Linked DNA regions of Urocitellus parryii: region 2 is linked to region 1. The links are chromatin contacts, called in public Hi-C maps. All regions are on one chromosome and are shown on one strand. Each heading gives the region's core, a stretch centred on a gene start, on an enhancer-like site or on the middle of the called end of the contact. The rest is flanking DNA. Distances are from core to core; before and after follow the strand shown.

What was found. Hi-C and Micro-C count contacts between places; a contact is called where the count stands out from the background.
Region 2: a Hi-C map of liver shows a contact between it and region 1, with 3 times the contacts expected there. The contact joins the promoter of Ovol1 here to the promoter of Catsper1 in region 1.

What each region holds. Positions count from the first base shown.
Region 1 is chr4:7,196,047-7,202,828 of mUroPar1.hap1, forward strand. It overlaps Catsper1 (cation channel sperm associated 1), which reads left to right and starts at 3,733. Exons shown (of 13, transcript XM_077796885.1): 1 at 3,733-4,206; 2 at 4,254-4,497; 3 at 5,482-5,694; 4 at 6,336-6,449; 5 at 6,581-6,734. The coding sequence starts at 3,733.
Region 2 is chr4:7,416,614-7,423,395 of mUroPar1.hap1, forward strand. Ovol1 (ovo like transcriptional repressor 1) reads right to left here and starts at 4,162. Exons shown (of 4, transcript XM_026396654.2): 1 at 4,063-4,162. The coding sequence starts at 4,162.

The sequences.
Region 1 (6,782 bases), core at 2,483-4,982:
AAAAAATAAAGAAAAGAAAAAAAGAGGGAGGGAGGGAGGGAGGGAGGGAGGGAGGGAAGGAGGGAGAAAAGAAGAGAAAGAAAAAAAAGAAAAGAAATGATATAATGATATGTGTCTGAGATGATAGATATGCAGATTACCTTAATCTGACATTAAACATTGTATAACATGTATTGAAATGTCAGCCCGTACCCTAAACATGTACAAAAATTGTGTCCATTTTTTTAAAAAGCAGCTTATGCTTCCATTTCACACCTCATATTTTAAAATCACCACATTGAACAGTTAGATCCTTTGGTTAAACACAAATGCTGATAAGATGCAAAAAACAAAAGGAAAAGAAAGGCATAGTAGATGACTAAATTAAGAAACCTGTGGGCCGGGCTGGGGTTGTGGCTCAGTGGTAGAGCACTTGCCTAGCACGTGTGAGGCACTGGGTTTGATCCTCAGCACCACATTAAAAATTAAATAAAGTTAAAAAACTTTCAAAAATGATCAAATCATCACGATAAAATTCACTTGTAATGTACAATCCATGTTTTATTGTGTTGACACCAATGTGAAAGTGGTAGGGAGGCAGCTGAGTCACAGATAGAAAAATCATTGCTTTAGAAGGAAATTTTCTGCTGATTTTCTCTCACACCAGTAGAGTCAGCTTGCTTCCATAAGTCAGTCCTTGTCACATTAGGGAAGGTGGGGAGGTAGCTCAGGAGGGCCAAGGTATTTGCCTCTCCAGGCAGCACATGTCCACAGATTGCCACCAGATGTCATGACCCCATGAAAAATCAAAAAAGGACTCAACTGAATGAAACAGTCCTGCTGTTTCCTGCTGTAGGGGCTGAACCATCTCCAGCAAATGGCTTCTGAGGCTGCTCCATGGATGTCCATTATCAAAAATGTTGCATCTCATGATTGTTGGAGTTTTTTTTTTCCCCCTGAGCATGATACAAAACCCTCAACCTAGAAACATCTCAGGGAATACTGTGGTCCTCAGATGCTCAGTTGAAGTCCTGCCTTCTTGGTGGACCTGCTCTCAATCCCACAGGAAGAAAAAGAGAGGTTCACCTGCCCAGTGGTCCAAACCCGAGACCCAGAAGTTGCTCATGTTGTTTCTGCTCTCGCCTGTTAGCCACAGCTGTTTATGGCACACACTCCGGACTGGGGGGTAGTTCATGGTAGAGCACTTGCCCAGCATGCACAAGACCCTGGGTTCCATCCCAACGCCATAAAACACACGTGTGTGGCACATGCACACACTCAAGGTGAAAGACTGTGTCCAAGAAGAAGAGGAGAAGAGATTCATGGTCAGTGGGCATTCCTGCCACAAACTTTCCTGTCTGCTGCTCATACCAGGCAGGGAGCTCCTTGAAGAGATAAGAGTATCTCTCCATCATGGAGAATCCAGTTCCTGTGCCCACTGTGGACTTGGCTGTGACCAAACACTCAGGAAGCAAACACAGTCAAGAGAGTGACCTGGAAACTTCCAGGAGAGCTGTGCTGGGTACAAGGGAATTCAGCGCATAGGGCAAGCTGTGCAGTAGATTTCAGGAGGAAGGCAGAAGAGCATGATGGTGATGGGAGGAGCCTCTAGATTTGGACAGCACTGATTTTAAACTTTTTACTAACAAAGAAACTAACTGATACTTTCCGAGCCACTGCACCTATCTCTGTAAAAAAAGAATGACTAAATTCACCAGGAGGGGTAATTGTGAGTCATAAATTAAATGTGAAGTAGGTCCCCGACAAATAATGACTGATAGTTTTATTTTGCTAATAGCCCCAAAGAGGTATTTCCATCAATATCAGTGACTAAAGACCAGAATATAATTGTTGCAATATGCGGAATCAGGGTCATTCTGCGTGGATTGGGCTGGCAACGAAAAAGCCACACAGACACAGAAAATACCTTTTTCACGGTTCAGGACGGCTTTGCAGAATCAAGAATCAAGAATCAAGCTCCCACGCTGGAGGGCACGGAGAAGCAAGGGAGGCAGGCAAGAGAGAGAGCACACCTGAAACTCCCCTATTTATTGGGGAGAACCCATTCATAGAATATTCCACCCAAATAAGGCAAGGGATTAGTTTTGGAGGGTGGAGTCTTACTTGGTGATGCCTTATGGTCAGCAGATTGACTGACATCTTGGAAAGCCACACCCATCTCAGGTGCTGTGTGGGATCCAAGGCAAAGCAGGCGAAAAGGCTCACCTAAGGTGCACAGCCCAACCAGGCAGCAATGTCAGTCCAGTTCCCTCACAGGCTCAAATGCGCATAGCTCACACACACAGCCCATAGCTGGCTGGTGACATATAATACCAACTGTTATGGTTTAGCTATGAGGTATCCCCCAAAAGCTCATGGGTGAGACAATGCCAGAAAGTTTAGAGGTAAAATGATTGATTACCAGAGCCTTAACCTAATGAGTGGATTAATCCACTGAAATGGATTAACTTTATGATAACTGTAGGCAGGAAGTGTGTGGCTGTAACAGGCAGGTCATCAGGGGTAGGACTTTGGAGGTTATATTTTATCCCTGGTGAGCAGAACTCTCCTTGCTTCCTGATTGCTAAATTCTGAGCTGCTTTCCTCTGCCACACCCTCTGCCATCATATTCTGCCTGACCTCAGGCACAGAACAACGGATTTAGCCATGAATGGACTGAGACCTGTGTGAGGGGAGCCCCCAAATAAACTTTTTCTGCCTCTAACTATTCTTGTCAGGTCTTTTGGTCACAGTCATGAAAAAGATAACTAAAACAGCAACTAACATTCATTATACTGTTAGTATAAGGGTTTTTAAAAATTAATTAATTAATTAATTTGGTTTAATTTGTTATACTAGTATAAGGTTTACATAACTTTTTTTGATCCTGTAAGTAGGTGCTATTATTCCCATTTTACAGAGGAAGAAGTTGAGACATAAGAAAATTAAGCAATAGGCCCAATGTTCCACACCTATTTATAGGGGAGTCAGTCCTAACCCCAGAGCCAACTGATCTATAAGTGGGATGAGAACTACACCACCTGGCCTCATGAAGTTCTTCATGGCAACAGTTGGTCTAAAATGAGTGATAGAACAATGGTGTTACCTGGACTTTTTTGGTGCTACTGGCCAGCTAGATCACCTTGGATCTGTTTCCTTATTTTACATTGAAGATGCTAGACATAATAATTCTTGATTCTGAACAATAGTTCAGGGAGAGGCTTTTGCAAATGAGGTCCAAACCTGCTAATGACATCACAGAGAGGAGAGTTCCAAGAGAAGAGTCAGGCCTTCCTGGAAGCCCAGTGCCACAGTTGACATTAAGCTCAGCTTAGGAGAGAAGAGAAATCCGGGGAGGGAACTGTTGGTTCCAACTCTTTAGCTCTCTTCATTCTCCCATTCCCAGCACAGTTATGGATCAATCCTCAGTGACTGAAAGGATTCAAAATGACTTGGATACCGTATCTCGCCCCCACTCATCATCCCCATACCACCGGCCAGGCCCTAGTGGAGCCCACCATCATGAGACCCATCACCACAGGGGGCCCCACCATCACAGTGGGCTCCGTCATCATGGTGGACCTCACTACCAAGACTCTGAAAATCCCTACTCCTATCCTTTCCACCACCGTGACGAGGCCCACTACCGTGGCAGGGCTCACCACTATTCATCCCCTGGTAAGGGTCTCCCCCATGGCACTGTCCATCCTCAACATTCTTCTGGTGAGGACCACTTAAATGATGAGCATCACTATGGTAGTAGGATGCCTCGTGGTGGTGGCTCCCACATTTCTGGAACCCACCACCGAGGTGGAACCCACTCCCACGGGGAGTCCCACCAGCATACTGATTCCTTCCACCGTGGCGGGCCCCACCACCGTAGCAAGCATCACCATTCTGGTGGGCACCATGGTGAGACCCATCACCTTGGAGAAAATTTATCCCAGTATTCCTCTGCTGCGTTTTACCACCAAGGCGAGCCTCCCCATCATCCCCAAGGTGAGCCTCCCCACCATCCCCAAGGCAAGCCTCCCCACCATCCCCATGGTGGGCCCTACCAACATGGTGAAGACTACCACCATGATGAGGCCCGTCTACATGAACCCCACCACTACAGCAGGCCCTACCATCCTGATTCCCACCACCACCGAAGACATCCTCCTCATGGAGAGAGCTCCTCTTACCGTTCCTCTGAGGGGTCCGGCTTCCGTGGTGTGCATCATCATGGTAGTCACCACCACAGGGAGCACCCTGGTGAGCACCACCCCGGGGAGAACAAGTTGAGCGGACCAGCAACCACAGAGTCCCGCAAGTCCCGCAGCTTGCTGGGCAGCTCCCCGTCTTATACGGCATCCCACTCACCTGGCATAACTCACACCAGAAGCTGGGGGCACAGCGTGACTCAGTCCCATGTCACATTTTACTCATCCCCCTCTCGGAGGTCCAGCAAGGTTCACCCCCGCAGCTCCAAAGACACACAGAGCTGGAGTGAAGATGAGCACTTCCAGAAGCGCAAACGTGAGTCTCTTCTGGTCCTCCCCACCCCAGACCCCACCACACAGCCCAGATTCAGCTGGGTCTGACCTTGCACACATCAGGAAGCTTGCCATTCACCTGCACCCATTTGTGCCCGCTAGTTCCCCTTCTCACTGTTCACCATCCGCTCTTTCATTCCCTGCGTTGTGCACCTCTGCAGGCCACGAGGTGTTTCTTCACTTGGTCACTGCTTTGCTCACAGATTTACTTCTCAGATGTTGAACCTCTATTGACTTGCTTAGGTCCTGGGAGAATAAAAAAGAAGGATCCAGCATGGCTCCTGCTCTCAAGGGGAATCTCAGACTGAGGGGGTCACTGAGGCCATCAGAGGCTATCCAGTACTAGGAGCCTGTTGTCTTCCATATCAGAACCTGTACCTCGGTGGCTTCTGTGTGTCTACTTTCCCCCTACTAACTATGAGCCGCTGAGGGTGGAGACTGGGAACTAGTGCCTGCATGAGGGCCCTGTTGGAGGGTAGGGAGGGACCTTATCTGGTAACTCACAAACTCCCAGATTTGGTTCCTAGTCGTTCAGTAAATATGGCGATAGTCTTACAACAAACAAGCGAAGAGGGATGAGTAACTTACTGGATGGGGGCAAGATAGGCATCCAGGAGGAAGGGAAATTTAAGGATCTCAAAGGGAGAGGGAGGCTCAGCAAGAGGATGAGGTGAGGAGAGTGAGGGTTTCCATGCATAAGCTGCCATGTGGGCAAAGAAAGACGTGAAGATTTAGTGGCAGGAACCCTCAGAATCCACTCAAGCCACTCCAAATCCCAAACGGGCTGGCCCCTGGTGTGACAGGAGTCAGGACTTTGGTCAAGACCAGCACAGGACTAGCCTAGAGTGCTGTCGGTGAATGGCAGCAGGCCAACAGGCAGGGTTGATAATGACCCCCAACCAGTCTGGGAGGGGGCATGAGATCCCCACACCCCCTACAGAGATGTAACTTTCTGGCTTCCTTACAGTGGGCCGATCCCCGCGGGCCCACAAGAAGATGCACACTACGGACCTCTTCCAGTGGTTGTGGGATAAATTAAGCTACCTCATTTGGGGCTTCCGGACACTGATCTGGAGGCTGACCCAGTCCCTGGCCTTTGAAACCTTCATCTTCCTCGTCGTCTGCCTCAACACCGTCATGCTTGTAGCCCAGACCTTTGCTGAGGTCGAGATCCGGGGTGGTAAGAACCCAGGGGCCCTGTACCTGTGGAGGAGGTCACCAGGTAGCCACAAGGTGGCGCATCTGCTCTAAATGGGCCTCATCCAGGTCCAGGAAATTTATATAATTTAGTTCACTTGATCCTCTATCCTTTGAATTCAGTGACATTGGGGTGTTAGAGACAGGCTAAGACAGATACTGCAGAGGTCAGCTGCAAACCCACTGAACAGGAGGCTGTGCTGTTCACAGATGTAGCCACCAGGTGGCACATCTGCTCTAAATATGCTGCTGTGGGTGGACAGGGTGTGGGGAGCCCTGGGAGCAGGAAGTTAAAAGCAGCCTGTGGGAAGCCTGGGGAGGCTGGCCCCGAAAATTACCTGGAGCAGTGAGAAGGAAAGGACCCGCCACATGGTCATTGTCCATCTCTATTCTAAGCACTCGTGAAATGCATTTAATGCCCACGACAATTCTGTCCAGCAGACTGTTATTATCCCCATTTTGCCCACAAAATGAAGGTACAGTGTGGTTAAGTCGCACAGCCATTTAGGGCAGACCCAGGGAGAGCATGGGTATTTGGGCTTGCAGGAGGCCGCTGTGGACAGAGGGAGAGGGAGGAGGCCGGAGGCTGGGGACCGTGCTGATGAGCCCCTGGTGTCCCCACAGAGTGGTACTTCCTAGTCTTGGACTGCATTTTCCTCTGCATCTACGTCATGGAAGCCCTGCTCAAGATCATTGCTCTGGGCCTGGCATACTTTTTTGACTTCTGGAACAATCTGGGTGGGTGGAGAAGGGGCTTCGGCCGGTGGCAAGGCAGCACTGAACTGCCTGGGGGAGGCTAAGGAGGAAGGAGGAGCAGTGAGGCGTTGGCCCAGGGAGGCCACTGCCACTCAGACACCGTCTACCCTCAGACTTCTTCATCATGCTCATGGCCGTGCTGGACTTCGTGCTCATGCAGGTCAACTCCCTCTCCTTCTCCTTCTACAACCACAGCCTCTTCCGGATCCTCAAGGTCTTCAAGAGCATGCGGGCCCTGAGGGCCATTCGAGTACTGCGGAGGCTCAGGTCTGATTGTAGGGACTCTAAAGGAAGAGGGGACACAGGCCTGGGTTC
Region 2 (6,782 bases), core at 2,912-5,411, 220 kb after region 1:
CATCATGGCACATGCCTGTAATCTCAGAGACTCAGGAGGCTGAGGCAGGAGGATTGCAAGTTCAAAGCCAGCCTTAGCAATTTAGTGAGGCCCTAAACAACTTAGTGAGATTCTGTCTCAAAAAAAAAAAAAAAAAAAATTAAAAGGGCTGGGGTTGTGGCACAGTGGTTGAGTGACCCTGGGTTTAATCCCCTGTACAAAAAAAAATGTTCCCCCTTTCTTGGGTTGAAAGTCACTGGCCCAAATAGTGGCTAGGATGCTAGGTCCTGCCCCATCAAAGGCCTTAGACAAGACTGGGCAGGAGGCCTGATCCCTGGCTCTCTGGGGAGAGAATGGGGAGAGCAAGTGAGGCAGATGTGAGGGTGCCCCACCTCCTGGGTGCTGACCACGCAGGTGCTGCTGGGGTCAACTCTCTTCTGGGTGTGTGCACAGCCCAGGCTGGTTTCAGGCAGCCTTGTACCCTTATCAACAAGGGCTGGGTTCCCCTGTGCCCAGTCCTGCAGGTCAGCTGGCAATCCTCTGAAAGGAGCGGTATCTGCTATCCAGCAGGGCAGCAGCCTGGGGACACATGGACCTATCTTTCGGCCTTCTGCTGCCATCTCTGTTGGGCGATATCTGCCCCATTCTTGATTGGTTTTCATTCAGTGTCCATGGTGAAGTCAAAACTGTGCCCTCTGTCCTCACACCAGTGTGTATGGCTTGGCCAGCCAGGAACTGCACTTCCTGTGGCAGCCTTCATCTTCCTGCCCAGCACAGGCCTGTGGGGCCCTATAGGATGCCAGAGGATGAACAATGGTAAAAAGGAACCCGACACCAATGATGGCCAGGCTTCAGTCCTCATCCTCTGTGCACCCAGGGCACTTGCTCTCACCTGCTCTCTTTCTGGGACAGTCTGGCAGCTTCTGCCACAGGACACCCAAGCTTGGGACAAACAGCTTAGCAGCTTCGGTGACAGTGTCCCATGGGACTGGTAGGAGTCCTACCAGTTAGGGCACAAGCTGCTCTTCTGTCCCATGCACTAACTGGCTGTCCCCTCCCAGCCTCTCTCCCAAGAGGACACAGCAAACCCACTCCACTGCCCAGCACTTCCAGAAGTCACTAGAACACTCATTGGAAACCTAGCTTCTCCCACCACTCCCACCCCTATTCTGGGGTCCAGAGCTGATTTTCTCTGCCTTTCTGACTCAGCCTGGAAAAAGAATGGTCAAGTCCCACACTGCTAACAGCAGAGCGAGGCCCAGCTGCATTATCTAAAGGAAACCCCGGGCTCCTGCAGCTCAGCCCCACTGGCCTCCTGGCCTTGTGCCCTGCTGCAGAACCAGCAGAAAGCGGCCGCTGGCAGCCAGAGGGGAGGCCCAGGAGTGGGAGTCTGGGGTTCTGGAAGAGGCCCCAGGGATGCTCCTGGAGTTCCAGCTTCCAGGACGGGTCTTTCCCCAGGTGCCTTCTTGACATCTAGACTTCACTCAGCAGGGGCCAGGCTTGGAGGGACGCATCATCCCTCCAAGTGGAAGTAACAGGTACAAGTACCCTGTTCATCCTCCAGAAACCAGCATCCTCCTGTTACTCCACAGTCAATACTGACACAACTGAGGAGAGAAGCCCACACCCCGGGAGGTGAGGGAAGATAAGGGGTCAAGGCCCCCAAGAGGGAGCATCCTATCCACTAACCTCCCCCTGATCCCAGGGCAGATGGGGCTCTCTTCTCCCTTGCCTGCATTCCAGACCCAGCTGACCAGGGCTTCCCCTTAGCTTTGGGAGGATAATGGGGGCTCAGGGAAAGATTCTGCCCTGGGAGAGGAACCTGTAGAATTCTGCCTGGGGGAGGAAGGCTGAGGTACTTATGAGACTGGGACTGGGCCCAGTACTTTCAGCCACTCATTCCAGGGAGCTTCTGATGCTCTGAGTGTCTCAAGGGCCCCGGCAGGAAGGTCAAAATTCAGACACCCGCATGTTCCCCTGCCCTCCCTGGGAAAGGGGTCAGTGCCTAGCTGGTCACAACGTGCTGAGAGTCTGTGAGGTGGGGGTGACGGAAACGTGCCCAGTCGACTCCTGGGGTCATGGTCGGTTGGTGATGGAATGGCCCAGCCAGAGGACAGGCCACCACATAACTGCCCCCTCCAGCCATCTGAAGCGTCCGAGCGTGGCCCAAGGACATTCCCTTTCTCATTTTCAAAAATTGTGGGAAAATTCTCCAGTGGGTCAAGTGGCCTTTAGAGGTAAAACCTATGCCCTTTACTTGGCCCACAGAACTCTCATCCACTGCCAGAGCCACGGGGGCAAGTTTTACCATCGCCCTCGAGGTCAGCCTGCCCTCCATTCCAGGACCATCTTGCAGAGTGAGCATCTGTACACTCCTCCACCTGGACGGTAGTGGCAGATGAACTGTCCACCTAGGAGTCGTCCCCTGCCCCTGATGGGACAGTCCCGGAGCCCAGGTCTCTACTACCATTCCCACTTTGGCCACCAAAACTCTTATGGGGAAAATTGTTAGGACCCAAGGAAGTCAATGATTTGAACAAGCGGAATTTCTTTGTCCTTTGTAAAAGTCAATATGTGATCTGTTACTAAATGGGATGTGAAATAAAACTAAAAATAACAGCACTCTGAGCTGGGCCCAAGGCTCAGCTCACCTTTAACACAGTCCAAGTTCAGTTTATCAGATCCCATGGAGCAGCTAAGCAGCAAGTCAAACATAGGTTGGGGAGGAGGTAGGAGCAAGGAAGGGGGTGGCCTCTCCCTGGTCCTTCCGGAGGTGGAGCACTGGCCAGCTGGTGAGGGAACACGGCCAGCTAAAAACTACAGTCCTAGCCCACTCCCACCTAGATAGGGAGACACTCATTTCCTTTTTTGCCTCAGTTTCCCTACTGGGATGATTCCAATGTTTAAAGAGGCTACAGAAGGATGGCCCAGCCCCCATGAGATAAGCTTAAGCTGTGACACTTCCCACCCTGGCTTCAGGTCATAGGATCCTGGCAGCTCAGGCCACAAAAACCCTATCCCCAAGCCCCTGCCCCCAACAGTTTAATTCAAGAGGGAGACTGAGGCAAGAGCCCTCACTGGCCCCTCATCTGATGCCCTCATTTCCTGACTTTCCTTAAGGCCCAGGCGATGCCAGGGAATCTGCAGATCAAGGGTCAAAGTCGGTTGGTTAATTACCACCTCTCCTTCCTTGGAGGCACTGGGCAAGGTATTGACTGCAGCCCCCACCCCACCCCCAAGGCTTCCTGACCAAAGATTTTGTTGGGGGAAGGGGGAGGACAGAAGGAGCAAAAGCGTCCTCAGGGACCCTAGGAAGATGCCTCAAAGGAAGACAACTCGGGTTACTCATTCAAAGTGGACGCGGACTCTGTCTAGGCGTCTTCTCAAAATAAACTGGGTGCACCAGCTTCCCCGGGCTTGTCTTGGGCTGGGGGGTGCTCCTTAAAACTACTTTACGCTCCGTGTATCCTCTGCAAGGTTGAAGGATCGCGTTTCTAACAAAGGTGAGAACCGATCCCATCTTTGTCTCAAGGGCAGGCTGGGTGCAAGCGGGCGCCTTCTTATCCCGCTTGCGTACTGTGCGGACCGCGGGGCTAGAGCCGCAGGGCAACTTGGGGATACTCGCCCGCGTCCCCACCAGGCACCAGATTTGTGGCGGAGGGAGAAAGACCTATGGAAGCGGCTAAGGCTCAGAATCTAAGTGGCAAAGCCTCAGCTGAAACTCCATCTCGTTCCCTGCCCCCTAAAGTGGCATCGCTCCAGCGCCCTCCTCGCGCTTCATCAAAGTCTCGGCTTTCTGGATTTACGACTCGAGAGCCGAGGGTCGCCAGAGCGGTGACACACCCCGCTGCCTCCCCTACGCCGTGGCTCGGGTCGGTAGAGGGAGATGGCCCCCGCCCCCACCCGACGCTGCTTCCGCTCGCGAGCCCTCTCCTCCCCGCGCCCGGGGTCACCCAGCCGCGGGCTAACGGAGCCGCGGCCGCGGCAACCTGCATCCTGGTGTTCAGCGGCGGGCGCAGAGCCGCTCATCTCCGCGCCCCGCCTTCCCGCCGCCGCGGGCGCCGCGGGCTGCAGGCGCCTCACCTGGCACGTAGATCTCGCCGCGCTCCTCATCTGGCAGCTCGCTCCAGTTCCTCTTGCACGTGGAGACGCACGGCTTCTTCACCAGGAACGCGCGGGGCATTTTCGAACGCTCCTGGCCCGGCGCGGTCCGTTTCCGCAACTAGAACCGGGTCGTCCCACCTTTCCCGGGCCGGCTCGGAGGCGCAGGAAGCGGACAGTTCAGGGGAGGAATCGTCGAGGCGCCCCCACGTTCCGCTAGAAGACAGTGCTGGGACGGCGCGCGCCCGTTCCAACTTCGCGGAGTGTCGCGGTCCCTCGGTAGCAGAGCCCTTGCAGCCAAGTGCACTGGGCGACGGGGAATCGGCAGGTAGGCGTCTCCTGACTCGACTGGCGTCCCCTCGGCCGCTCGGGAAGTCTTAAAGTGCGAGCCGGACAGACAGGTTCACGCTTTATTGGCTCGCGGCGGTGTGTGTTGGTGGCTGGGCGGGGAGGGGGGTGATCTGATCTAATTAGCTTGGAGTAGCCTGGGGAGCGATGGCGCATGCGTTGGGAAATAACGGTGACAACCCACCTATTTGTTACCTGTCGAACCGGTTTCCATTCCGCTGCCGGTGAGGTGGCCTCGCGGCCCGGGCGGGGCGGACGGGCGGGGGCGGGCGCCGGCACCCAGTCCCCTGCAGCTCCAGCTGCCCAGCCGACCCGGCCACCGCCCCGGACCTGCCAGCCGGGCATGCTAGCGTTTGCAAACGGGAGTTTCGGAGGGAGCTGGGAAGAGGAGGGAGGGGAGGGCAACGTTATTTGCACCGGCGCTCGCACGCCCAGCGGGTGATGAAATGAAACTCGCCCAACTGGGCCCGGCCCAGCCTGACGCGCCCCAGGCGCCTAGGGAGGCGCGAAGCCGCCGGGCGGTTACCCGCGGTTCGGCCCTCACTTGTTGAACCGGGCCTGCGCCCAAGCGGCCCGGGATCCCCAAGGCCCGACTGAGCAATTCGTGGTTCAATCCAGAGGTATTTGCTGGGTGCAGGCTTCGTGCGGAAAGGCACGATGGCCGCAGGAGCGCGCAGTCGGGGAGGCGGGACGCACATGCGAATATACAGCCAGCGCCCATTGGGTCCCCAGGACCCCAGCTAGAGTCTTCTGCCCCTTCTGCCCCGAGAAGGCTTGGGAGTAAGCATTTAGACTGCGCTGTACCACCGACATGGTACAAAACCCCAGCACCTTGGTCACTAGGCTTACAACATCGTCCAATTCTCAAAGACGGGATGTCAGGTTCCGTGAGGGTGGAGGAGAGCTGAGGGCGAGGAACCCAGACGTGCTCAGGCCCAGCCTTTTCTTTCTGCAGTCACCGTCCCTGAGGGGCAAAGGTTCTGCCTCCACCCTACTCCACTGGCCACATTCTACTAATCGCTAGGCTCAGTTGGAGGGATACCCCACATCCACCACCCTGCCCAGGAGTGCTTGGTGGCCTCTGTGACTGGGTTTCTTTTACTAGCTGACCCACTAAGTGCAGAGATAGGAGCCCCTCCTAACATTTTAGAGTCCCTACAGCACCTACATACACCTTTCTCACATAGTATTAAGCTTTTGCTGGAACAGGTTGTAGGGAAATGAGCAATACAGGAGTCACAAGAGAAGTGGCTGAAGCTCTCAGGCATCTAGTTGAAGGTGACATATTTTCAAGAGTGAGAGGCTGTTTTTCAGAGACCATTTACATCCCCCCACCCTGTGGAGTCAGTCCTCTATGTAGGTGAGGAGAGACCTTGCAGGCAGCCAAGCCTCCTCCTCCCTGACTCCCAGAGTCTGAGTTTGGCAAAGGGGCTTTCCTCAGGTGTCCCTCCAGAGTTACTGGGAGGAAGACATGAACTCTTGCCAGGGGCTGTTAATGTCTGCCCCTTTCCTTCCTCTTCCAGGGCTCTGTCTTCAGGAAGCCTACACTTCCCTTGTCACCCTCCCCTCTGATCCTGGACCCATTCCTCCAACTGACATTAAGTGAGCACCCACTGGGCACTGACATTTGACAGTAAATCCTGGAGAAACATTGATAAGCATTGATAAATAATCTAGGAGAGAGGTGAAATGAGCTTCCCCATTCCACAAGTTTTTCTTGAGCACTTCTGTTGTGTTAGTCCCTGATGGGTTGGTAGGCAGTGGGTGCTCAGGAGCATCTTTGAGGTCAACACAGATGACCCCCAACATAAATGCGGGCTTTCTCATCAGGGGAGAAACTGAAACACACAGGAGGCCAGGTGGGGAGGTCAAATGGGTGGGGCCAGCCAGTCCCACATCTCCACTGGTGCCAAGAGAGCTACAGTGGACAGAGTGGGGTCCCAGGAGGAAGAGTGCTTTATCCATGCTGGCCCCTGCTATAGTTCCAGCATCCACTACGGAGCCTGGAATGAAGGTAGTTATCAATTAATACTTGTGGGATGAATGAATATCCTATTTTTTCTTGACTTGTGTGACCCATTTGCCTTACATGTGCCAACTTTTGGTAGGGACAGACAGAGCTGATTTCCTAATTATGAGGAAAAGAGTCTTTCTAAACTGTGATAGAAGGTCCTGGGTGCTGGCTGTCAGGGAAACTGGAGAGTGGTGGGGACTGTGGAGAACATGCCTTTTATATAACAGGCAGTAACAGCATGTCATTTGGGTACTGGAACACAGCATGGCCACACCTTCCCATTTTCCAAACAAAATTTAGATTTGAGTGTGAAGCCTACTGATTTTTAAATGTTACCTCA